Regions from separate parts of the Hordeum vulgare genome. Here all the other regions are linked to region 2. Evidence: chromatin contacts called from public Hi-C data. All regions are on one chromosome and are shown on one strand. Each heading gives the region's core, a stretch centred on a gene start, on an enhancer-like site or on the middle of the called end of the contact. The rest is flanking DNA. Distances are from core to core; before and after follow the strand shown. Region 1 holds the start of LOC123407245 (protein CELLULOSE SYNTHASE INTERACTIVE 1). Region 2 has its middle 30 kb from the start of LOC123407892. Region 3 has its middle 28 kb from the start of LOC123407245. Region 4 has its middle 13 kb from the start of LOC123407836.

Region 1 (5,955 bases), core at 2,571-5,070, 450 kb after region 2:
AGAACTCTGCCGCAACTGCTCAATACAATGAGCAACACTTGAAAGTGTCTCCTCATCCTCCATATTGACTCGGTTCCTGCAATTACATATGATCAGTTAGTTCTGGTGTCCAATACTTCACAATGATTTTGATGTGGTATAATTTACAAGAGCATAGTAGTTTATCAGAAGTTCACAACTAAGATACTACATCTGATCCAAAATGTATTCAAGATGGTACTCTGACCCATCAATTTCTGTATAAAAATGTCGCCTCATAGAGAAATAATTATATAAGTGTATTTCATGATAAATATAGTAATACCGATTTGATATTTTGGAAGTTTGTGATTCTTTACTTACAGATGGTCAAATCCATGTGGCATTTTCATTAAACAGGTGTATCAGATGATTTATAAATGCTGTGTGATCTTCTGCCAAGATGACTTCGCTTAATGGCTTAATGCAGTGGTCGGCTAACTTAAGACAGCCTGCAAGAACTGGTGCTTGGCTGTTCCCCACGCTCTGCCCATAGCTCTTGCATCTATGTATTTGTCATTTTAGGTTTAGATTACCCCCTCTTTGTATTTATCGCCCAGTTGTCTATGCAGTTCTCCTGCATGATTTGGAAGGGAAAAAGTCATGTGATCTCTCGATTCTAACATATTTCCTGGAATGCTCATTTGGCTGCTGCACGTTACTTTGCTTTGATCTTGATCTGTTGGCTTGATTAGGAATTTATCCCTTTAAAAAAATTCAAGATAGATTTGAGTTTGAGATAGAGTTAGTCTTAGGTGGCAAGTCAATGTGTTTGCATTGTAACTTATGAGATCAAGGAAGAAGGAATAGTTAGAATTTTGCTCATGAAAAATCTTCTCTCCTGTATGTGGTCAATTTCTCCATATTCAAGTATCTCATTTCCTTCGAGATGCACCTGTCCCTGCCCTTTACTCGCTCATGAGGTAAAAAAAGAACTCGACCAACCGGCACTAGCATCCATGTGATTTTAATTTAAAAGAAACTACGAGGAGCACACTCTGCGGAGGCGAAGCCTTGGACCTGGGTAGACTAGGCATGCAGTCCCGTTCTAGGCGACTGAAAAACGCTCAAGTTCCCCTCTTTGTGAAGTAAGGTTCAAAACATTTCCAAATTGCATTCCTGCCTTTGAAGCTAAAATTGCAGGACCTATTTAAATCTACAATAGCACCTTATTACAATTGTAATACTGTAACTCGAATAACCAATGCAATTGCCTATCTAAATGTAGGTGTAGGTTTTGACTCTTGTTGCTTTCATAATTTCTTACACATCCAAGTAATGTTAAACCAGGGCATCAAAAAACTTTTATCTAGGGGTCCCTTTATTTGGAGCAGAAATTTGTTGAGGTGCAGGGTAGTCATTATATAGATTACTCATTACCATTTCTTTACTAGTTTGGTTGACATATAAGTCACTTCTAAAAAAATATCCCTTAAGTTGACAAAATGGACATTTTCTTTTTCCCATTTGATATTCAGAAATTCTAAGATCACCTTTTGACGACTTTACAGTTGTTGTATTGCATGATGTTATATGAAAGAAAAGTCCAAGAGATGCAACAGACATATCAAGCAGAAAAACAATAAGAGAAGGTAAGAGTAGTGGAAATGTTTTTGTGGTAAATCACATTTCATCAATCATGCTATACACGACTATGAGCATTTTGCACTACAAGGTACAAACCAAGAAAGAATCACAACTTACTTGCCCATTCTCATGACCGAGACAGGAGTTGGTGGCTCTGAATCTTGAACTTTATCCTGTTGATAGCGAAGCAAGAGTGATTAGCATTAAAGAATCCAAGACATACTTTTTTGAACTTTACATGAGCTGATAGCATTGCATTGCACAAAGTGTTGAACACCATAAGCACTAGATTCAAATGAAGGCTTTTGAACATGAAACAATCATTACAATAAAATGTACAGAATTACAACGGTGAATACAATGTAATGACTCCAAAACATAGGTCGGGTGTTCAAAATGATGATCATGTTGTCAGATCAATCCCATATTCTCCCTCAAAGTGCAAGCAAGACTGAAAACAATCATCATTCTTGCAGTGTGATAAATCACTGTTCTCTAGTACATGAAGTCTCAAGAGTATGTATCTAATTGACGGAAATCACATGGTTACGGGTAATACAAAAAGAACTATACAAGAATTATGACAAAGGTGTTTCAAAGATGCCTATGAAATCACTGTAGAAATATGTAGTGATAACAACACCATTGAAGTTTCATGACAAGCACTTTCTCAGGACTCCCTCTAATTCCACGGAAGCATAACAGAGTTTTCTATGGCATGACTTCGAAGTTCCAGAATAATTTCTCTAGATTATAGTTAGTCAAATTACTTACATGACATGACTTTATATGCAGAAGGCTAAGATGGAAGTCATGGAAATCCACGGAGATGAAGAACTAAAAAAGGTTGTATTCGTCCATACAAAAATGAACCTGAGATTCAGTACATGAATACTATGCAAAGATGCAGCAACAAAAATGCAGTCAATTCAATCAGTTTAACTTTTCCACACTTTCGTTTAATCCAAAATAGCTACATGCCTATCTCACAACAAAGCTTTCGAATGCTTATAAATGCCAAACACGAGCATATGGATTTATTCAGGCCATGTTCTGCCAAGAATGGTATTGCCACTCCTGCCAAAAGAGAGTAACAGCTTCCTAGCCCCTCGATCCAAAGATACAGATACTGAAAACTACGTTATGTCCACACACCACAGTAAAAGTCGATAGGCCTAGTTGAAAGGCTAGTAAGTAAAACTGCATCTCAACTAGAACCCCAGAGCACGAAATTCGACCGATACGAAACCCAGGATAGGCTTGTATCAGGTAGGCTGACAAGTGACAACCGATCTCACTCTCAAAGAGTATCCTTATCCCGCTACTTTACTAGTAGGAGTAGTATTTAATCACGGAACCGAAGATTGCAGTTGAAGAAAAACTCGGAAAGCGACGGGCTGCCTGCCACTGTCTACTACAGTAGCTCAGAACCACGACGTCCAGTAGTAGCGAGAGGGGCACCTACCAGATCTGCGCCGCCGTGGCTGCCGCCGTTGGTTCCGTTGAACCTCCACGCCAGTGCCGCCGCCATCTTAGCCGTGCGTGACCCCCTGGAGCCGGGCAGATCAGGCTACCCGCTTCTTCCTCACTGCCTCCGAGCTCTCAACCTGAAACCGACAGTAAAAGTGGAAAAAGGAAAAACAGCTGCGTCAGATCCACGCAGTGAAGAGAAATCGCATTCCGGCGCCGAGCTACGGCCGGATTTTGCGTCGGGCGCAGCTGACCGCCGGCGCGCGGCCCCGGATCTAGGCGCGGACGGGCGCGGCAGCTGCCGCCGCCGCTGCCGAGCGGATCACCGACACTCCCAACTTCCCACACCAGCCCCCGCGAATCGCCTCATTGGGCGCTAATTGCCCCGCGAATTCGTCGCGCGGCAAGCTAGATCGCGCGCAATCCCCCCCGGAGCTCGAGCTCGACTGGAGCAGCACGCCGCAGCCGGAATCGCCGCGGAAGGGAAGGGGGGGAAAAAAGCAAAGGAGAATCGGAAGATGGGGCGAACCTCTCATGGAACCGGCGCGAGATTTCTGCGAGGAATCTCCGGGAGCTCGCTCGGCCGCCCGCCTCCCAGTTTGCTACGCCGGCAGTGCAGATCCAGTGGGGAGGGGGGCGCCGCCCATGCACGCACAGCCGAGAGAGAGGCGTCTGTTACGCTCTCGATCTTTTTCCCTCCCTGGCGCGGAAACTTTTATTATTAACGCTAATTATGGGGGGCCTAAAAGGGAGCCGCAATTTATATAGCCTCCACCTCCCAGTGAGTGAGTGAGCGAGCCTCCTCTTCCCAGCGCGGCAGCGACCTACCGCCGACAGTGGCAGTGCGGAGCAACTCTGCTTGGAGCTTCGTACTGGCGCTCTTGCGTCAACACCCTTCCCGTTTCTCGTATTTGCAAAACTAGACGAGTTTTTTGTTTTTTCCTTTCCACATTCATGAATTGTGAAATGGAAGTTTTTGTTTTCACATTCAGTAGGCATCATACGAAAAAAACATATATAAGTACGTATAATTTTAGCCAGATGATGATGGGTAGGTAACCTTTGCTCAGTGTGACCTCGGTATTTTAATTTTTTGGGGGGGTAGCAAAGGGCATTGCGCAAGATGTTTAGATTCTAAAGGATGTGTGTGCAACATCATGATTATTCTAGTTTAGTAGGCGATATCGATTGGACTAAACAATGGATTGTAGGCTGGTAGAGGTGCGGTGTTTGTTGATTAGCGCCAGTCTGCATGGGCTGGAGGGGTTTTTGTCTTGCGGAGCCAGAAAATCAACAGGTAGGATAGGAGGGAGAGGTATCCGCCAACTTGTGCATAGCTGTAAAACGAGTGGAGGGTGTTTTCGTACCGGCCTTCTTCCTTCGGAAGAACATGTTGCACAAGCTGATTAATTTACGTCACCGCGCCTGTTTTCTTCCGTTCATTTGTGACGCCCGTTTCTGTTCCTATAAAACCTCAATATTTTCTGCGAATTGGGCGTTAGATATAGTTTTACGTGAATATGTACTTCCTCCGTTCCTAAATATAAGTCTTTCTAGAGATTCAACTAATGTACTACATACAGATGTATATAGACACACTTTAGAGTATAGATTCATTCATTGTGTTCCGTATGTAGACACCTAGTAAAATATCTTAAAAGACTTATATTTAGGTACGGAGGGAGTATGAAACATGTCGTTGGTAATAAGCTCTGTTATATATACATGTGACATTGGGGTGTAATTCCATTGAGGAATCTTTTGGGTTTCTGGTTTCTGATATACTCCCTTCGTCCGGAAATACTTGTCCTAGAGATAAATGTATCTAGATTTATTTTAGTTATAGATACATCAATTATATCCATTTCTAAGACAAGTATTTTCGGACGGAGGGAGTACAATATAAAATCCCGTTTGACCCAAGAAAATAGGAAATGTGTCGGACTGTGTGCTGGGTGTACTAGTCTTGGTTTGGTGTACGGGAGCTTATTTAATTACGTTCTGATTTGCGAAACAAAACACTAAATTGTGCAGACGCCCTCATAAGAACGTGACAAGTCCACACAAATAACTCAGTTAAGGTTAAGGAACTACTCCCTCCTTTCCGGTTTATACGGCTCATCTCAAAAAATTCAGTTTTCCATTTTATTAGGCTCATTTTGAGTCTAATTGAGTTAAAGTGTTTTGAGTCACATGTCATATTTAATTCATAGAGTTTAGAGAAAGGAAATGAGTGGTCATGCATTCATCGTTTTCTATATCCATCATGCAAGTTCAATGAGGAGGATGCTACATTTATTGCCTCGAAAATTGAATATGTGAAAAATATTTCAGTGACTAGTTAAAACTAGTGTCATCCACTCACAACTCACCTGATGAGATTTTAGATTTGAGCCCTATAAACCGAAAAAGAGGAAGTATGATGTATGTACTTTTTTTTTCTTAATAGTCTGGCTTGAAATGTTATCCATAAAATAGTTGGATCCAAAAATAAGACGAAAGAAACAAGCAAAATATAGTCGGTTCAATGCACTTAATGTTGGAGAACGTTGCATGGGAAACAAAAAAATCTACGCACACGAAAACCTATCATGGTGATGTCCATCTACGAGAGGAGATTAGATCTACGTACCCTTGTAGATCTCTAAGCGGGAAGCGTTAAGAAACGCGGTTGATGTAGTGGTACAGGTTCGTGATTCAAATCACCGTCGTCCAACGATCCGTTCCGATCTAGCGCCGAACGGACGGCACCTCCGCGTTCAGCACACGTACAGCCCCTAGCGGTACTACCGCTAGCCGTGGCGGTACTACCGCTAGACCCTGGCTCTACTACCTCTAGAGAAAGTCTTCGCAAAAAGTCCGACGGAGAGCAACCGCTCA
Region 2 (5,872 bases), core at 2,846-5,345:
CCGGAAGGTTTTCGGAGTTACCGGGAATGTACCGGGAATGACGAATGGGTTCCGGGAGTTCACCGGGGGGGCAACCCACCCCGGGGAAGCCCATAGGCCTTGGGGGTGGCACACCAGCCCTTAGTGGGCTGGTGGGACAGCCGAAGAAGGCCCTATGCGCCATAGGAAGAAAATCAAAGAGAAAAAAAAGAGGAGGAGGTGGGAAAGGAAAGAAGGACTCCTCCCACCAAACCAAGTAGGACTCGGTTTGGGGGGGGGAGACCTTCCCCCCTTGGCTCGGCCGACCCCCTTGGGGCTCCTTGAGCCCCAAGGCAAGGCTCCCCCTCTCCCACCTATATATACGGAGGTTTTAGGGCTGATTTGAGACGACTTTTCCACGGCAGCCCGACCACATACCTCCACGGTTTTTCCTCTAGATCGCGTTTCTGCGGAGCTCTGGCGGAGCCCTGCCGAGACAAGATCATTACCAACCTCCGGAGCGCCGTCACGCTGCCGGAGAACTCTTCTACCTCTCCGTCTCTCTTGCTGAATCAAGAAGGCCGAGATCATCGTCGAGCTGTACGTGTGCTGAACGCGGAGGTGCCGTCCGTTCGGCACTAGATCGTGGGACTGATCGCGGGATGGTTCGCGGGACGGATCGAGGGACGTGAGGACGTTCCACTACATCAACTGCGTTCACTAACGTTTCTGCTGTATGGTCTACAAGGGTACGTAGATCTCACATCCCCTCTCCTAGATGGACATCACCATGATAGGTCTTCGTGCGCGTAGGAAATTTTTTGTTTCCCATGTGACGTTCCCCAACACACTGACCCTGAGGAGCCAAGGGCCTTCAACCATTGCTTTGTTCCAGTCCCCAAGGCACGAGAATTGTGTAGTAAACAAATTTTCCTTAACCTTCCGCCACACCATTGTCCTTGTCGGATTCCATGTGCTTCTCATGTCGGCGTAAAGAGCATTAGGACTAAAAGTTCTCAGTTATATACCCGAACAATTGTGAGCCACTTCGCGGGTGATCCTTCCTCCATCACCTCCTCCTCCCAAATGAAATCGTCATCCTCTTCCTCCTATAAATTTAACCTAGCCAAGAGCTCCTCCGGTGTTTATTTTCCACGGCTAGTGCAGGATGTGTCTCCTTCGTCCATCGCCCCCGATCGATCGCTGCACCTAACAAGGTTACGACGATCCTTTGGAGGTATGTAAATTGTGGCGCCGACGCCGGAAGCTCTGCGAAACCCTAGGTCTGGACACTAGGGGGAAAAGCTCGCGGCCAAGAGGAAAACATGTGCACCGAACTAGAAAGACAAGGAGTCTTTGGCCCGTCCCATGTGTCGGTTAGCCTGCCCCTTTTTTCATTTTTTAACAAATAATTCAGGATTTCAAAACGTTCCTAATTTTTAAAGATGATTCGAATTTGAATAAAAATGTACAAAATCATATGATGTTTGTGAATCCACAAAATATGTTTACGACTATTAAAATATTCAGAATTTGAAAAAGTCCAAGATTCGGAAAAAATGTTCACGATGTTCAAAATAGATGTTCGGAAAAAAAAATCATGAATTCAAAAAATCATAATGATATGATTATTTTTTGCAAATTGAATAGAATGTGCATGGATCTTTTAAAAATGTTCACCAAAAATCAAAAAATGTTTGCAACTTTAAGAAATGGTCCCAAATTTTTTAAAAAATAACTGCTTCAAAAAATGTTCATGAATTGTCAATGTACATGGATTAAAAAAATGTTCATGGATTCAAAGAAAGTCATGAATTTCAAAAATTGTTCCCAAATTACAAAAATGTCATCAAATGCACAAAATGTTCATGAGTTTCAAACAAAATAGCATGTCAAGAAAACCCAATAATTCAATTAAAATGTTCATGAATTTAAAAAGATTCACTATTTCAAAAACATTTTCGTAAATTAAAGAAAATCATTTATTTTTATCTTTAATTTAAAAATGTACAGAAATTTATAAAGAAGCGTTCATGCATTACAAAAATGAAATTTCAAAAAAATATTTCGGAATTCAAAACAAATTCACTAATTTGTACCACAAATTAAAAATATGTTCATCATTTTGAAAAGTGTACACGAATTTATAAAAACAGTATGAATTCGAAAAAGTTATGGATATCAAAAATATGTTGGTGAATTCAATTTTTTTTCACTATTTCAAATACTTTTAAATTTTATAAAAGGAATTCAAACTGGAAAAGAAGAAGGAAAAAATGAAACAGAAATGAACAGAATGGAAAAGAAAAAAAACTATTACAAGAAGAAGGAAAAGAAAAACGAAAATGAATAGGAGAAAAAACATGAAAAAATAAAAAATTGTTTGAGAAACTTCTAGAACCTTCCCAAAACCGAAAACGAGATGAATGGGTCGAACCAGACAAACAAAGCGAGAAGCTGGTGGGAGGTAAAATCAATAGTTAAGGAGCAATCTTTGTAAAAACATGTAAAATGTTGCTATCTTAGGAATGCCACGTAAAATAAATGATGAAGTGAAGGAGAGAGAATTTATAAGAAAATGTTTGTCTTATTTATTTAAAAGAAGACAAGAGATGATCTCTTAACATAATACTTCCCCCTTTCCTAAATATAAGTCTTTTTAGATATTCCACTACGGACTATTTCAAATGTATATAGACATACTTTAGAGTACAGATTCACTTGTTTTGCTCCGTATGTAGTTCCAAGTGGAATCTCTAAAAAGACTTATATTTTAAAACGGAGGGAGTATGTTTTATCATGTTTTTAGGAATAGATAGTTACTGAAGATAAGGCTAAGAGATGATCCATTGTAAGATATTTTTTGTCATCTCTAAATTACACACAAGACTTAAGATAAGACTATCTTATCAACTATTATACATACCCTTATCATCCCGCTTGTGACACGTGTCACACTGCATGTGCGCAACTTGTCGCAACCTACAAGTTTTCCCTTTTTTATTTGTTCAAAACATTTTATCTCTCAAACAGTACGTCCAAATATTGAAATGTTTTCATTGTTAGATTTATCGTGTCAAGATGTTCAAAACTAGATACCATGTTGATAGATTTCAATGTTTTTTTAAATCACACGAAAAATCCCGAACAAGAAGCACGTTTGCCTCCTTTTCAAGAGGCATGACCGTGCCTCTCGCAGAAGCAAATTCATGCCCCCACGAGAAGCAAATCCGTGCGTCTTATGAAAGAAAAACACACACTTTTTTCCTTTTTGCGAGAGGCATGACCGTGCCTCTAGTGGAATCGAATTTGTTCCTTCACGAGAAGCAAATCTGTGCCCATTATGTAAGAAAAACTATATGTTTTTTTCTTTCTAAGAGGTACAACCGTGCCTTCACGAGAAACAAATCCGTTATTTCATGAAAGAAAGAAAACACATTTTTTCCTTTTTCGGAAGGCACGTCTCTGTGTCTCGTGAAATCAATTCGTGCCTTCACGAAAAGCAAATCCACGACTTTCGCAAAGAAAATTCATTTTCGCCCATTCTTTTCATGTTTTGTTTCAAATCCTAGGAGAAACCGTTGGAAAACCAAAAAGCCTAAGATACCCAAAACCAAAAACCTAAGAAACCCAAAATAAATAAATCAGAAACACATATTGAAAAATTATAAAAATGAAATACGAAGGAAACATCCCAAGTGTGACACGCGGTACACTTTGAGAGCGCACCAAATAAAACCCTTTCAATCTATCCAAAATAATCTAACCTTGAAAGGCTTTCAAACAAGTGCCCCTCCATTAGTAGCTCCCGATGGGAGAGGTTCCGCTCGCGGTTCGCTTACCACTAGTCTTCCTAAGGCCTTGTTTGGTTCTTTTAGAATTGAAGGGTTTTGGAGGGGATTGGAAGAGTTTAAATCCCCTACAAATTAAATTCCACCTCAATCCCCTTCAAACCTCTCCAATCCCCTCTTTGATAGGATTAACCGAACAAGCCCTAACGGATCAGCCTTATTCAGCGCTTATAGCGCTGGAGACAGGGATTTTTTTCTACATGGCGCACACCGATCGATCGCTAGGATAATAATGGACTGGTCCAATAACGCATGAATATGTTTTCGGTTTTGGAAGCTTCCAGCCAAATTTGTGGTGACCTCCTATGTGGCGATTTCAGCACCGGTTAGGGAAACATGCGCCTACAGCGCTCCTCCTCGTGGGTTCACCCATATAAAATGCGTTGGTCATTAAAAAATTGAAAAAAAGTTCATATTTTTTTTAAATCGACTTATGAAAAAGTCCAATGATTATGAAAGAAAGTTCACCGATTTTTGTAATGTGTTCGTGAATTTTTAAAAAGTTCACATAATTTGGAAAGAAAATCATAGATTTTCCAAAAAGTTCATCGGTATTAAAAAAAAATTACATCATTTTTAAAAAAATAGTTCATTGATTACGAAAAAAGTTCACGAATTTAAAATATGTTCACTGATTTTCAAAAAAGTTCATCCATTTTCAAAAAAGTTCACCGATTTTAAAACAATTCATCAATTGGAAAAAAGTTCACGGACTAAAACACAGACAGGATCACTAGATAGGCCGGCCCATTGCGGAGCGCTGTAGGCGCCGGTTAGCAAACTTTGCGTGTAACCGGCGCCTGTGGTGCTAAATAGTGTTTGCCGAATTTGTGACTTCTATAAGCTTTTAACCGGCTTTTCTTATGTTCTTTGTTCAGTGTTTTATTTCTTCAATTTACTTTTTTGAATGTATTTTCTCATTCTTGGGATTTTTTTCATTGTTTAAAACATTTGGTGATTTTTTTAATATTTTTTAAATTAAAGGACATTTTTTAGTTTGTGATTTTTTACAAAGTATCTGATTTTTTGAATTGGTGAACCTTTTGAATTCATAGTTTTTCTCAAAAAATATGTGTATATTTGAATTTGTGATATCTTTCTGATTCATGTTCTTTTAAATCCATGAACATAATTTTATTTTACCTACTTTTAGAAAAATGAGTTGAAGAAGAATGATATTTTGTTTCCAAAAACAATAAACCACGGGAAAATACAAATGATAAAAACCATAACAAGACTGGTCATCGAGAAGCAACCGCAAGGAGTGAACACTTTACGGGGCCATGATTTTTTTTGATATTTTTCTCCAATTCATTATTATTTTTAATCCATGAACACTTTAAAGGCCCTCGCGCCCGAACTATGCATCATTGTGCTTACTGGTGCATAGGTGTTGAATAGGGAGCTCCTATTTCACGCGCGAATCTCCCGCCACGAGGGCAGCAAGCCGTGTAGCACGGGGAAGGCTGGCCTACAACCATCACCGGTGAACGCAACTCATCCCGTCACCCACCTCGCACTCGACTACACCATTGCCAAAAACTCCCCAAATACCGACGGCGCGAGGAAGGCCGGGGCTTCGACCAACCCGCCCTCCTCAACTTCATCGTCGATGACGTCTGCCCACCGAAATGGTGTCGGGCACGGGACCCAGCCCATGCTGGAATTTTGTCTACTTATGGGCCAGCCCAATATATAATTTCAGAAAATTCCTAATAAATTCTGGAGGCCCACACAACCCATTTGTGCAAGGCAAGAGGTGGAAATGTTTAGTCCCACATTGCTAGTTTAGTGGGAGTTGGACCTCCTTATAAGGGAGGATGTTTTCACACATGTATGAGCTTGAGAACAAGAGAGACATACACGCGCGCTCCTCCTCCTCCGCCGTCCGCCTCGCCTCGCCTCGTCACGACGCGCCGCAGGTTGCGGGAATGAGCCGAGCCGAGCCGAACGTTGCCGTCCGTTCGCTTCGTATCCCTCGCTCTCTTCGGCTCCCGTCGCTGGTCTCTCGCCTCCTTCTCCTGCGCCTATAAAAGATAGGTCGCTCCTCTTCAGAGAAGACG
Region 3 (5,696 bases), core at 2,513-5,012, 420 kb after region 2:
TCAATGTGAACTTGCCTGGTAAGGTTGATGAAGATGATTATCGCTCACAGAAAATAACTTGATAGAACTATACGTCACTCTCCGATGAAATCTATATAATCAAACATAGTATTCATATAAGAAATCATACTAGCAATCATTCTAATAATCAATATCATGACAACAAATAAAATTTATCCAATAAATCAAATCAAACGACAATCCAAAAGAAACTTCAAAGAAAACTTTGGAGCCTTCTACTATAACAATCACTAAGTAGTTTTTGTTCTAATGAAACTTAACAGGAAATAAAACACTAAAATAGTAAAATGACAGAAAAGAAAATATAAAATAACTAAGATAACAGAAGTAAAATTTACAAAACAATATTATTTTGAAAGTATTTTCAAATACGAAATTGAACTAGCAATGAAATCAATTCGCAGGTTAGTATAGAACTAGAATTGATTCCATGCAAACAAATAAGAATAAATAAAATAAAATTTTATTGTCGTTGAAAAGTTACTCGTAAATATAAGAAAACAAAATATATCTTGTCACAATTACAAAAAAACAAATTAAGGACAATTAATACAAAAGAAATAGCAAGAAAACTAAAAAGGGCTAGAACAGAATCTGTTTTGCTTAAAACCCTAATTTCAAAAAATTACCTAATTAGGAGTTATAGACTAATAGATATAAATTTTCTAAGTTTGCTATTTTTCTCAAAAAAAAATGTTACGGGATTTTTGAAGCTCACCGGAGATAGTCGCCGGAGTTGAAGAAGACGACAGGGAGGTGGCTCCGGTGACCAGCCGAGGCGGCGGAGGGGTCCAGGCGGAGGAGGGGGAGCTCCGCCTAAGCTTGGTGGCGTCGGCAGGGGCTGGGGGCGACGGGAGGAGGCAGCAGGAGCTCCGGCGAGTTCCTGTTGAAGGCGAACTCCGGCGAGGCGAGGGTTGCGTTCCGACGAGGGGAGGGGCGGGGCTACGGGGAAAATGGGGAGAGGAGGTTGAGGGGAGTATTTATAGGGGCTCGGGGTGCTCGGAGAAGGAAGGAGCGAGGAGATCAGGGTGGGATTCGTTCTACTCTAGCCATGGAAGGTCATGTATGTGGGAGGAGGAAGGAGATCGGTTGGAGGAAGGAGAAGAAGATTCAGGCCAGATTTGGTACGGGCCCAAATTAGGTTTTCCTATTAAAAGCGATATGTTTCCTTTTAAATAAAACAGGAAAGAAATCCTAAATAAAATAAAATTTATAATACTTTTATATAGACATATTATATATCAAAATTTGCAGAAAAAGATTTCCTACGAGATGAACATATTTTCAAGGTCAAACAAAAATCTCACAAATTCTAATAATTCAAACAGTGCTACTGTTTTAAATAAAAGGAAAAGAAAACATTTTGAAAATACTAAAATGGATTCAAATTAATTTCTCTCCATTTTTATATTGAAGGGAATCATTTTATCCTATTTTCCATGTATTTTATTTTGGAGAAAAGTAAATTTGAAAACCGCTTCAAAAATTGTTTTTGAAACATAATATAAAACATTTTCGAAATAGTCTTGTGAGTTTCATAAGTTTAAATAAAATTTCAAATGGCCCCTGGTTTGGAGTGTCATATTGCACCTCTCAAGATTTTGAATTTTGGGTAAGGGGATTTTGAATTCATTTAAACTTTCAAATAGGACTAAATATGAAATAGATTGTGAAATGAATTATTTTCACGGACCACCTTTTTTTTCAAGTCCTTTATTTTGAAGAAGTCATGTTATCTTCTCTCAGTGATTTGTATTGGATGAAATTGGAATTAAAAAAAACTGGGAAAGTCATTTTATTCCCTCTCATTCAAAAGTTTTAAAAAGTTTCGAATTTCACTCAAGTTTCAATCACTCAATCAATCAATCAATCAATCTAGTATTATTATAACATATCAAGATTTGGGATGTTACAAAGGGATATTAAGGTCTCCTTTTAATAGAGAACCGGACCAAAGCATTAGCGCTTAGTGAATACATGAACTCCTCAAATTACGATAATCAACGGAAAGAATCCCAGTTATTATCACCCTAAGGGATGCGAATCATAAGTCGTAATAGGTGTCTATAACTTGTAAGATAGGATAGGAACACATAAATATTTATGAGAACATAATAGGTTTGGATCTGAAATCATGGCACTCTGACCCTGTGTTGGCTTGTAGTTCAAGGCATTTTTTTCTGGATTTACATCACGTGAAAGATAATTCTTGTGTGATCCGATGGCCGAGCCAGACCGAATCAGGATCGAGTCGGGCCATGTCCAGCCTTACACATTTTAGGTGATTGTCGGTCTTATCACATGCTGTTGTAGGTGGTCGTTTTATCTTGTCAATTTGTGCTATGCACGTCACTGGAGGGAGACACGGAGCAGAATTAAATCATCTTCCCCTTACAACATGCATGTACACTTCCGTGAAAAATGAAGCTAGTTCTCAATATAAGTAAAAGTTGTAGCCTTAAATTATTCATATTTTTAACCTATAAAGAATGGGTCCTAACGTGTGGGGGTTAAGGGGTTGCCCACACGTCTCGTGTGATGTGTAAGGAAAACAGACCATACGCGTGCGTGTGAGCAAAACAGCTAACGTCCACATGTCCGGCCTCCTGCCCTTGCGTCCGCACATTCGTCATGCTGCCACCTCGCTGTCCTGCATGCCCCCGCATGACAGTTTCACTCAGTTGTCATGTAACACTGGAAAGACATAACAACTGACAGGCATGTGGGCATGGCCAGTTTCACTTAGTTGCCATATGTAATATTGAAAAGACATGGCAACTCACATGTATGCGGGCACGGCCACTTTCACTCAGTTGCTATATAACACTGAAAAGACATGGCAACTGACAGGCATGCGGACACGGCAGTTCCACTTAGTTGTCATGGGAAAGATATGACAACTCACACGCATGCGGACACACAGTTCCACTCAGTTGTCATGTAACACTATGAAAGACATGGCAATTGTCAGGCATGCGGACACGGCAATTCCACTCAGTTGTCATGTAACATTGGGAAGACATGGCAGCTAACAGGCATGCGGGCGTATGAGCGCGGCGTCAGTTCCACCACACATCGGGTTGGCAGTTGTGTGTGGCCGTGCGCGAACAGGCGTGTGGGCGAACTCCTTAACACCCACACACCAGCCCCTTCCTACGTGGCACAAAAAACTGTTAAAAAATGTCAAGATTAGTGTAAACCACAAACGAACGCAGATTTATGCATGTGAACGGTTTGCAAACGCTCATACGTATGGACGTTATCTTTTCTGTAAAGAATAACCCTCGTCACCTAATATCATACGTAATCTTTGCTCTTCATGTCATGCAATCTCTCACCTTCATTGTAGAGATTCTCAAGTTCAGCTACTGCCTACATATTTACACATTCTCACTTTCCTACCAACGTATATTTGAGATGTCACTTTTCAAGAGTTGAAGAAGTAAGCGACAATGCTAGGTTTGTTGTTCTTCTATTTCACTTTCTGGCTTGCTATCTCGACAGCCTAACCATTGGATAGGAGTGATAGGTATGGGAAGAGTGTCCGAAAGTTAAACATGAATGGCGTGCATCTAATTGTGGGTTACAATTTGCTCACACTCTATAAGTCTTAACCGAGTCGCATTCTCCATGACTCCCGCATCGTCTTCATCGTGTCATGAATACGGACGAAGGACGGCATGATAGTGGCGGACTACGACCAGCCGGCCAACGGGCTGGAGGGCGTCGGTCACGTGCGCATGCTAGGGCCAGCGCCTGGCAACGGGAGGAGTAACAAATATGGAGTGCCAACGGGTGGAAGATAGCTATACGTGACGGGGAAAGAAATAATGTGTGTTTCGTTGTTGTTTGCTCAGCTCAAGGTCCTGGTCGTCCACTTGCAGCTCGCAAGTGGCCGCATTAAGTATTTTGGACGTGGACATCATCTCAACATTGAGTATTTGCAATGTGTAGAAGTATCTAGTACCGTATCATATCTCTTTGGTGATGCGCCGTTGCTCATTCGTGGGCGGATGAGCACGGGCATCGCCACCGCCCGGGCTGCATTTCAAATCTTCGACGAAATGATTGAATAAGACCGAGTACGTTTTGTTCGCTCCTGTCCGATTAAATGTTCAATGTTTTGCATAGATCACTAGTTTGTATATGATTTTTTTTCTTTTTTCGAAAAGGAGGATGACTCTCGGTCTTTGCATCTAGATGATGCATGCAACTATTTTATTAATTATTCATCGAGATCTTATAAAGTAATACATCAATAAGTCTGAACCCACCATCTTCACAACATTTCTTGCTACTCTTATCCACTTGATGAACGGATGCAGATTGTCTCAGCCATATACCCAGACTTCACACGAAAGCCTAACATCTAAAGCCGAAGACCTCAACCAAGCCGTAATGCCAGGTCTGACACACACCCATGTGACCCGCTCTCAGTGGGAACTGCATACACCCGCTATAGAGGTCGTCGACATCGTCTTGCACTGATCCATCTTCAGAGTAGATAATGACGAATTGACCTTGGCATGCCTGTCATCGAGTCACCACAACACCAGACAACGCCCCCGCCCTACACGGGTCCATCATCTCACAGCCGTCACCGAGACTCTATTGCACCATGCCGCCGAGACTCAGCGTCATCGACGCGGTAGATGTACACCGCTCTATTATTTGCGTCCTTCGACCAGTAGCTTCTCCAAAACAATTCACTCATGAGAGAGATCGACACCAAGAGCGTCATCATCATCTGTTCCAAAATACCCAGATCTAGGGTTTCTCCCCGAAGCAGCACGAGTGAGTAGAAGGTGGTTGCAATTGTGATGCCTTCAACAAAGTAACGACATGTAGACGCTGCCATCACCTGCCATGACAGTAGTCGAAGTTCGGTTTTCACCGGCAACCACGCCTCCCTAAATTGCCGCTGGGACTAGCCGCAGGATCTAGGGATCCACCACAACCAGTCGGTCGACCACCTCCGGGGAAGGAGGAGGCCACCACCGCCACAGCCGGGGTCGGAGCCTCTGGCTTCCTCGTGCTGCAGGACTAGCTCGAGAAAACGTCGGAGACATTGAGATGCAGCCGGTATAATGATCTCGGTGGCTAACGGTCTGGACTGATCTGGGCCTAGATCGGGCGCGTCCACCGCCGCCACCACCCACTGACCTTGACCGTCTGCCATTGCACGTTGCATATCCTAGTCGATGTCTCCCTGAGGCACATCCATTGAATGACCGGTGTGGAATGTCGTCGCCTCGATCCGATCTATGGCCAAGGAGATCTACTGCCGCTGCCACGCCACACGGGCTTTGCCCGGTGACGCCCCAATAGGAGCGACGGCAGGGAGAAGATTCGCATGGAGGAGGCCTCGAGAAGGCCGGAAGGGGCTGCCCCGGTGCGGCCCAGCACGGCCGCACGGGAGCACGGAGCAAGCGTCGCACATGTTGAATGCTTGCAAACCAACATCATCTAGGCGGCATACTAGGTAAGCATGATCAATGACAATGAAGATCCTGTCGAAATGGATTCTGAATTGGAGGACACCACCGCATTTGTAGTTGGGGCAACATCCGATTCCAATCCGAGCAAGAAGAAGAAGAAGAGCAAGACAGCTAAGGCAAGAGGTCTGGCTTTCTCAAAATTTGCAGACATCTTGTTGGTCAAATCTTGGTTGAACA
Region 4 (6,259 bases), core at 3,163-5,662, 350 kb after region 2:
AAGATACGCGACGCAACGTCGTCGTCGGCCGGCCGGTCACCACTGTGTCGTCTCGGAAATAAAAGCGGAAGGGTGGATCCGATTCGCTCCGGCCGTCGAGTCTCCGGCGTTTGTTTATCCGGACGTGGCGCGCGGCGGGAGGAGGACGATGGTGCGCGGGGACCGGGAGTAGATGCCAAGCGCGCGTTCGTGCCGAGAGCGAGCCTCGGCGGCGGGCGGTCACCTTTTTGGTTACGAGGCGCCCGTCCGTGCGGTAGCGGACTTCTCGTCAAATGGCCGACCGTCACCGGAGAGAGAGAGAGAGACGACAAAAGGAGGAACGGAGAGCCGCTCACCGTCACCGGAGGTTGCAGAGTGCAGACTGCAGTGCACTGCAACTGTTACCGGACAGTACGCCCGCTTGTCGTGCCATGCAGACGGTGCGTAAGCGAACGACGCCAGAGCGCAGCACGACGTCTGCCATCCATCGAACCATGCTGCTTGGGTCCATATACACCGCTTCTTCCCTGCAGCGTCTTGTTGTATACGTACTATTTCCTCCGTTCCAAATAAGTATAGTAAATTTAATATTAAATTAATACGAATTTAATACTAAAACAATGGGAAAAGCTAACCATCAGCCGGCGGAATATAATGGCCGCATCAGCCACCTCCCCCGTAAGACACGCGTCCAACTGACTATGCGGTTCTGCAACAAAGACTATGTTTCTGAAACATATACCATGTTGCAGTGGTCTACTATAGATTTATGTTCTAACCATCCGGCCGCCGTCAGCCGCCCATGCCGTTCATGAACGTTGCAAAAAAATTCCGTAACTTGACCTTTGTTGTAAAAATTCCTGAAACATGACCTTTGTTGCAAAAAATTCTTCCGCAAAAGTACCTATGTTGAAGAAAGACGAAGAAAAAAATCCTGCAACAAGCAAATTGTTTCTGAACTCGACCGTTGTTTTAGAAATTAACGGGTCCAAAGTTTATTTCTTGCAACAAAGCGAAAGTTTCTGCAACTCAGCCATCGTTTCAGAAATTATGGGGCGCCTGAGCGGAGCAGATCCAACGGCTACGTGTAGATCGAACGGCCCTCTAAATGATGGATGTTTAGGTGGATGCGTAGCAGGCCCCTAAAACAATGATATTTATTTTAGGATGGAGAGAGGAGACTGGATACCATCCAACTCATCGGCCGCACTGCGTGAGGAACAAGAAGAAAAACTTTCAAAGCTTGCTCTCCCTGTCACGACGGTCCATTATCTCAACAACAATGGTGTACTTTGATTAGTCGATGGTTGGGCCGATCGATCGATGGGGCCTCCCGCACTCGAGAGCAACGTCAAATCTACCAAATCTATTTACGATTATTCTACCCAAGGTTGATTAGCTACAAGCTGCTAATGCTCTCTACTAGAAGGAAAAAATAAAGAAAGATTGCACCATGTCATGAACCAATCATATGAGTTAGTCATCGATGGTCTAGCTGCTACTACCATGTCATGAACCAATCATATGAGTTAGTGATCGATCGTCTAGCTGCTGCTGCTGCGACACAGATTAGAATAGTATTGTATGTCGCGCTAGATCAATTAATCAGCAAACACATGTGCTTTTGCTTTAGAATCTGTTCGATCTACCAGGTTAATTAGTATGCTGGAGTAGAGTAGAGTAGGGTCCTTTGCACTTTGCATGTCGTCAGTACAAATATGTTTAATGGAGTACATACGAGAAAGCAGATGATTCCAGCAAGATGAATAACTTTGCAAGCGAGCCTTTGCTTGATCCATGCGGGGATCCGGACGTGGAGTTTCTACACCCACGAGCAAATGTGCTCATGATGTGAATACTAAAATAAAAAATAATAATTCAAAATATTTGAAAATTCTGAAATTTTTTGTGGCATATTTTCACGTGTTTGTTGTGCATGTAAATTTCATCACAAAACCACATTGGTGTGCTCTCCCCCTCCCCTCACGTCGTCCTTCCCAGGGCGACCCCGAGGACTCCTAGGGTTTCCCTCGGCGCCGCCCCCTCCATTGCCCCTTCCTCGCCGTCACCTGAAGGGGTCGTCGGGCTTCGCACGGATGACCGTCGATGACGGTGACGGCGGGGACTTCGTCGCTCCCCTCGCTGGGGTTGGATCCCGGAAGCCTGAGCGGCGGCCGAGTCGGTGAGTCGGCGCGGGACGGTCCCCTCAGCTGCTCGGTCAGCGAGGCCCCGACGGACAATGGTCGCGGCGCGCGCGAGGTTTCCCTTCTCTGCTCCAGATCCGAAGAACATGTTGTTCCCCCTCTCTCCTCTCACCCTCCACTGGATACGCCCGATCTGGGGCCTCTGGTCACCGGATCCGGTGTCGGGGCGGGGTGGGGGGGGGGGGGGGGTGTGCTCCCCGAGCTGGTGGTGTTGCATGAGCCCGAGGGAAAACCCTGTTGGTTTTACCAATGCGACGGCGGCGGCGCCCTTTTGCGTCGTTCTGCTCCCTGGAGCCGCAGTCGGGGACTCTCCTCCACACCCCAACCTTGCTTCCCGGGCGAAAGCTCGAATCCTGGTGATGGGCGGCGGCGGCATCTGGTGCGTCGTGTTCTCCTTGGAGGCGTTGTCTGGGGAAGCTTGGTGCTTTGGGTGTGTGCAGCAGCTGCAGGTGGGTGCCTCGCGTTTGTGGAGTCTCTCTAGCGTCTTCCGTGCAGGTTTCAGACCAAGCCACGCGTTGCTCTCTGGTGGTGTTTTGGCAGTCCCGGCGGGTCGGCGCCCTCGAGCCTAGGCGGAAGGGGATCAGGTTCCTCTTTCCGACTGGAGCAGTGTCGTTGGTGCCAACTTCTGCTGGTTCATTTGCACCTCGGTCCTAATCTTCGCTACGTGGCTCGGCAGCTTCTTCCTTCCGGCGACTCTCCCGGCGCCTTACACTCTTCCATCTATCTCCTTTGGTGACTGTGGTGCAGCTGGCTTGTGTGTGCTTCGGCATGTTGTTGGTTGTGTTCCATAGCTGGCCTGGACTCGAGCCCAACCAATGCTCTAGCTCTCGGGTGAGCGTCTCTACTCTTCCACGGTACGACGTCTTCGGAGCCTACACGAGGGGAAGGGACCCCCTTCGATGTTAGAGAAGGCATTTGTTGTGTCATCTCCAGTTTCTGCTTTTAGTCATGTGCCCGACCTCTGCTAGCGGTTGCATTACCTCGTTGCTTCTTTTGTAGTCGTTTCAAGTGCCTTTGTGTAGGGAGCTTATCCTCAATCAGCTCCTCTTCATTGTAATTTTTTGTTTGTTGTTTCCTGCAGGTTATCTTCAGGGCTACCGCACTGATCCGCACGTGGTCATTACTCACTCTTGTGGACGCCAGGGAGCCTATGGTTACTGGGTGTGTCCGTTGGGAGATGGTAGCACATGGTATCTTCAAACGGTTTGGATGACGTCATGTTAATAGGATAGGTGTTTAGTTATCTACATATTTTGTCATCTCCGGCTTGGGCAAGAAAGATGACTTGTATCGTTCTATTTTCCTTTTGCTAGACCCTTCATGTACTTGTCTGAGACTTGATTTGAATTTTAATATATGGCTTTATGCATCTCTCGATGCAAAGGCCGGGGCTTAGCCTCCATTTCGAAAAAAAGGTGTAGTGTAGTAAGTTGTTCTTATTTCTCCCTTGTATCTTTTAGCCGTTGCTTTGCTGATGACCTTGATCTTGTACTCCTGATCGGTTGATGGCTTTGTTAATTTAAAATTGATGGAAGGCATGGTAAAAAACAAAATTGATGCTATGAAAATTTTACTTACAAATGCATTTTGGAGCTCTGATTTTGTTTTTTTCGACACGACTTTCATCAATGTGATTTCATGATGAAATTCCGCATGCACACCATACCTTTGTGAAAGTATGTCACACAAAAAATTCAGAATTTTTTAAATTTGTTTTCTATTTTTTTATTTCACTGTACAAAGCTTCTCGGTGTAGAAAGGTAGTTTCAGATCCATGCTACTCTCTTTCACTCTTACACATACACACACACGGAGCCAGAAGGATAAAATACAACATTGTTCCCTCTGACGGCACCAGGAGGCCAATCCGGGCGCGAAACGTACGTGACCAAGACATGCTCCGTCCGACGCTGGCCTCTCAATTTTCGGCCCCTTTCTAACCATGGTGGCGCCGTGCACATACACCTCGTAAGCCGCAGCCACTTGGATTAGATTACTAGTTTAGCTGAATTAATGGAGTGCTATATATGCTACTCTCTGGTGGAGTACATGCGCTTTGGTTAAATTAGCTTGAGCGTCGTCCATCACCTTTGTTGGCTCACGCACGTCACCGGTGGAGTGTTTGTGGTTGGTATCATGTCATGTGGTTTTCGATCCGGGGGAGCGCGCGCTCGGGTGCCCCCCGTCCCCCGGAGCTGGGCACCACACCGGCGGGCTGCCACCGGCTGCCGTGGATGGGGAAGCCGCTCCGTTTTATATTGTTCGTGTGCGTGTCGCCGATGTGGCGGGGGCGGCGGGTTGGTGGGTGGGTGGCGGGACAAGCTGGCGCGCGCATCTTGTCTAGTGTCGCTGTATGCTTGAGCTGGCGGGAGTAGTTTTTTGCCATCTAGAACGCCATGTCGACATTTTGCTCACTCGTCCATACTAAAAACGCTTGGAGAGATGACCCGTGTCGTGTGTGCGGGTGATGGCGGGCGAGGGCTCTTCAACCGTTGTGTCTCGATATCGCTGTGTTGTCTTTGAGCTCTTCTACGTCACATCAAATTACTTTAGGTTACCCTCAATTTTTTTTTTTACTTTGGGTTGGTCGTATGGTTTAACGGCGTATATTAGACTATGATTCATAATGAATTTCGTAGAAGGTTGTTTTGTTCCATCTGAAACACCGCGACACAGATTTACTCCTTAGATGGTTTAGGTGATTTGGGAATCGTTTCTGACCGGTGCGCCGGCCGAACCGTTCGGCCGGCTGCGCGCGACCGCGCGCGTCTGCTGACTGGGCATGCAACATTTTTTCGTTTAAATTGTTGCAACCAGCGTCATATTTGCTGCAAGCGTTATTTTTTTCCTACGTTTGTCTAGTAAAAAAACTGTATATACGTTTGGTTGCAATTCCAGTTCTTCGAATTTTTTGTTACAATCGATGTTTTTTACTTTTGCTACAACCGTGTTAATTTTTGCTACAACCGACATCATTTTTTGCTGTAACCGTTCACTAAAAAAAATGCATACACGTCATGTAAATATTTGTTACAACCGGCGTTTCACTTTTGCTACCACGTACCATCAACTTCGTTTTTTTCTACAAATTTTGTTTTTTGGTGCAACCATTGAAAAAATTACTGCATCGCATCAAAATTTTGCTGCATCGGGGAAATAATGTTGCATGGAAATCCAACGGTGCGGACGCGCGGGGTTGGTGGATCATGCGGCCGGCCCAAAGATTCGGCCGGCGCGCCGGCGCAGATCACTCTCTTTTTTTTGCGAGGGCAGATGGTTCAGGTGATTAACCTGTACCATGACAATTTAATGTGAAAACATTGGGCTATTCACCTTGTGGCATGACATGTCTACATTATTTGAGTAGCAAAGACATAGTAATAGTAGTAATCTTGTAAATCTACATGATGCAGTAAATATTGTAACGCGGTAAAATTATAATGTGACATGATAAATAAATCAATAACATGCAAGCTTAGTCAGTTCGTTGAAAGAGAAATAGTAATTCATAACTAGTACTTCCTTCATTTTTTTTTTACTCCGCATATAAGATTTGGTCAAAGTCAAACAACATAAAATTTGATCAAATTTATATCAAAACATATGAATATCTATTATATTAAAATTATATAGTATGAAAATACATCTCGTGATGCATCTGATAATATTGATTTCATGTTGTGAATGTTAATATTTTTTAATATAAATTTAGTCAAACTTTACAAAGCTTGACTTTGGCCAAACCTTATATGCAGACTAAAAAGAAACGGAGGGAGTAATATCGACCAGTCCGTCGCACACACAATTTTTCACACTCATACGAATACGATAGTGAAATCATGCATGTATTGAAATACTGTAGCAAAGACTACAAGATTTAGAGAAGATGGATAATTTTCCTCGCCTGAAGATCGCACGATGGAAGAGAACAACCTGCTACAGGTTAAAGTATAAAGGAAAAGAGTTAATTAAACACACCTCATGTTTGGTGCTCTTATACGACCTAAGTGATAAGTTGGACTGTTGGACTGTTGGAGCATCTTAAAAGAGCTCATGAAATATACTCCTGTCATCTA

Evidence for each region. Hi-C and Micro-C count contacts between places; a contact is called where the count stands out from the background.
Region 1: a Hi-C map of leaf shows a contact between it and region 2, with 2.4 times the contacts expected there. The contact joins the promoter of LOC123407245 here to the enhancer-like site in region 2. A contact is called at or near these places in 2 of 6 Hi-C or Micro-C datasets (leaf and seedling).
Region 3: a contact with region 2 is called in a Hi-C map of leaf, with 7 times the contacts expected there. The contact joins two enhancer-like sites. A contact is called at or near these places in 2 of 6 Hi-C or Micro-C datasets (leaf and seedling).
Region 4: a Hi-C map of leaf shows a contact between it and region 2, with 4 times the contacts expected there. The contact joins two enhancer-like sites. A contact is called at or near these places in 2 of 6 Hi-C or Micro-C datasets (both in leaf).

What each region holds. Positions count from the first base shown.
Region 1 is chr7H:87,104,004-87,109,958 of MorexV3_pseudomolecules_assembly, forward strand. LOC123407245 (protein CELLULOSE SYNTHASE INTERACTIVE 1) reads right to left here and starts at 3,821. Exons shown (of 8, transcript XM_045100336.1): 1 at 3,605-3,821; 2 at 3,071-3,212; 3 at 1,723-1,778; 4 at 1-76. The coding sequence starts at 3,136.
Region 2 is chr7H:86,656,311-86,662,182 of MorexV3_pseudomolecules_assembly, forward strand. No RefSeq gene overlaps it. Among protein-coding and RNA genes, the nearest start is that of LOC123407892, 30 kb to the left of the region's middle. Within about 2 kb of position 4,096, at least 1 of the 3 cell types and tissues checked has open chromatin away from gene starts, as enhancers often do. A contact at or near this core is called in leaf, where this site is marked.
Region 3 is chr7H:87,076,614-87,082,309 of MorexV3_pseudomolecules_assembly, forward strand. No RefSeq gene overlaps it. Among protein-coding and RNA genes, the nearest start is that of LOC123407245, 28 kb to the right of the region's middle. Within about 2 kb of position 3,763, at least 1 of the 3 cell types and tissues checked has open chromatin away from gene starts, as enhancers often do. A contact at or near this core is called in leaf, where this site is marked.
Region 4 is chr7H:87,007,804-87,014,062 of MorexV3_pseudomolecules_assembly, forward strand. No RefSeq gene overlaps it. Among protein-coding and RNA genes, the nearest start is that of LOC123407836, 13 kb to the left of the region's middle. Within about 2 kb of position 4,413, at least 2 of the 3 cell types and tissues checked have open chromatin away from gene starts, as enhancers often do. A contact at or near this core is called in leaf, where this site is marked.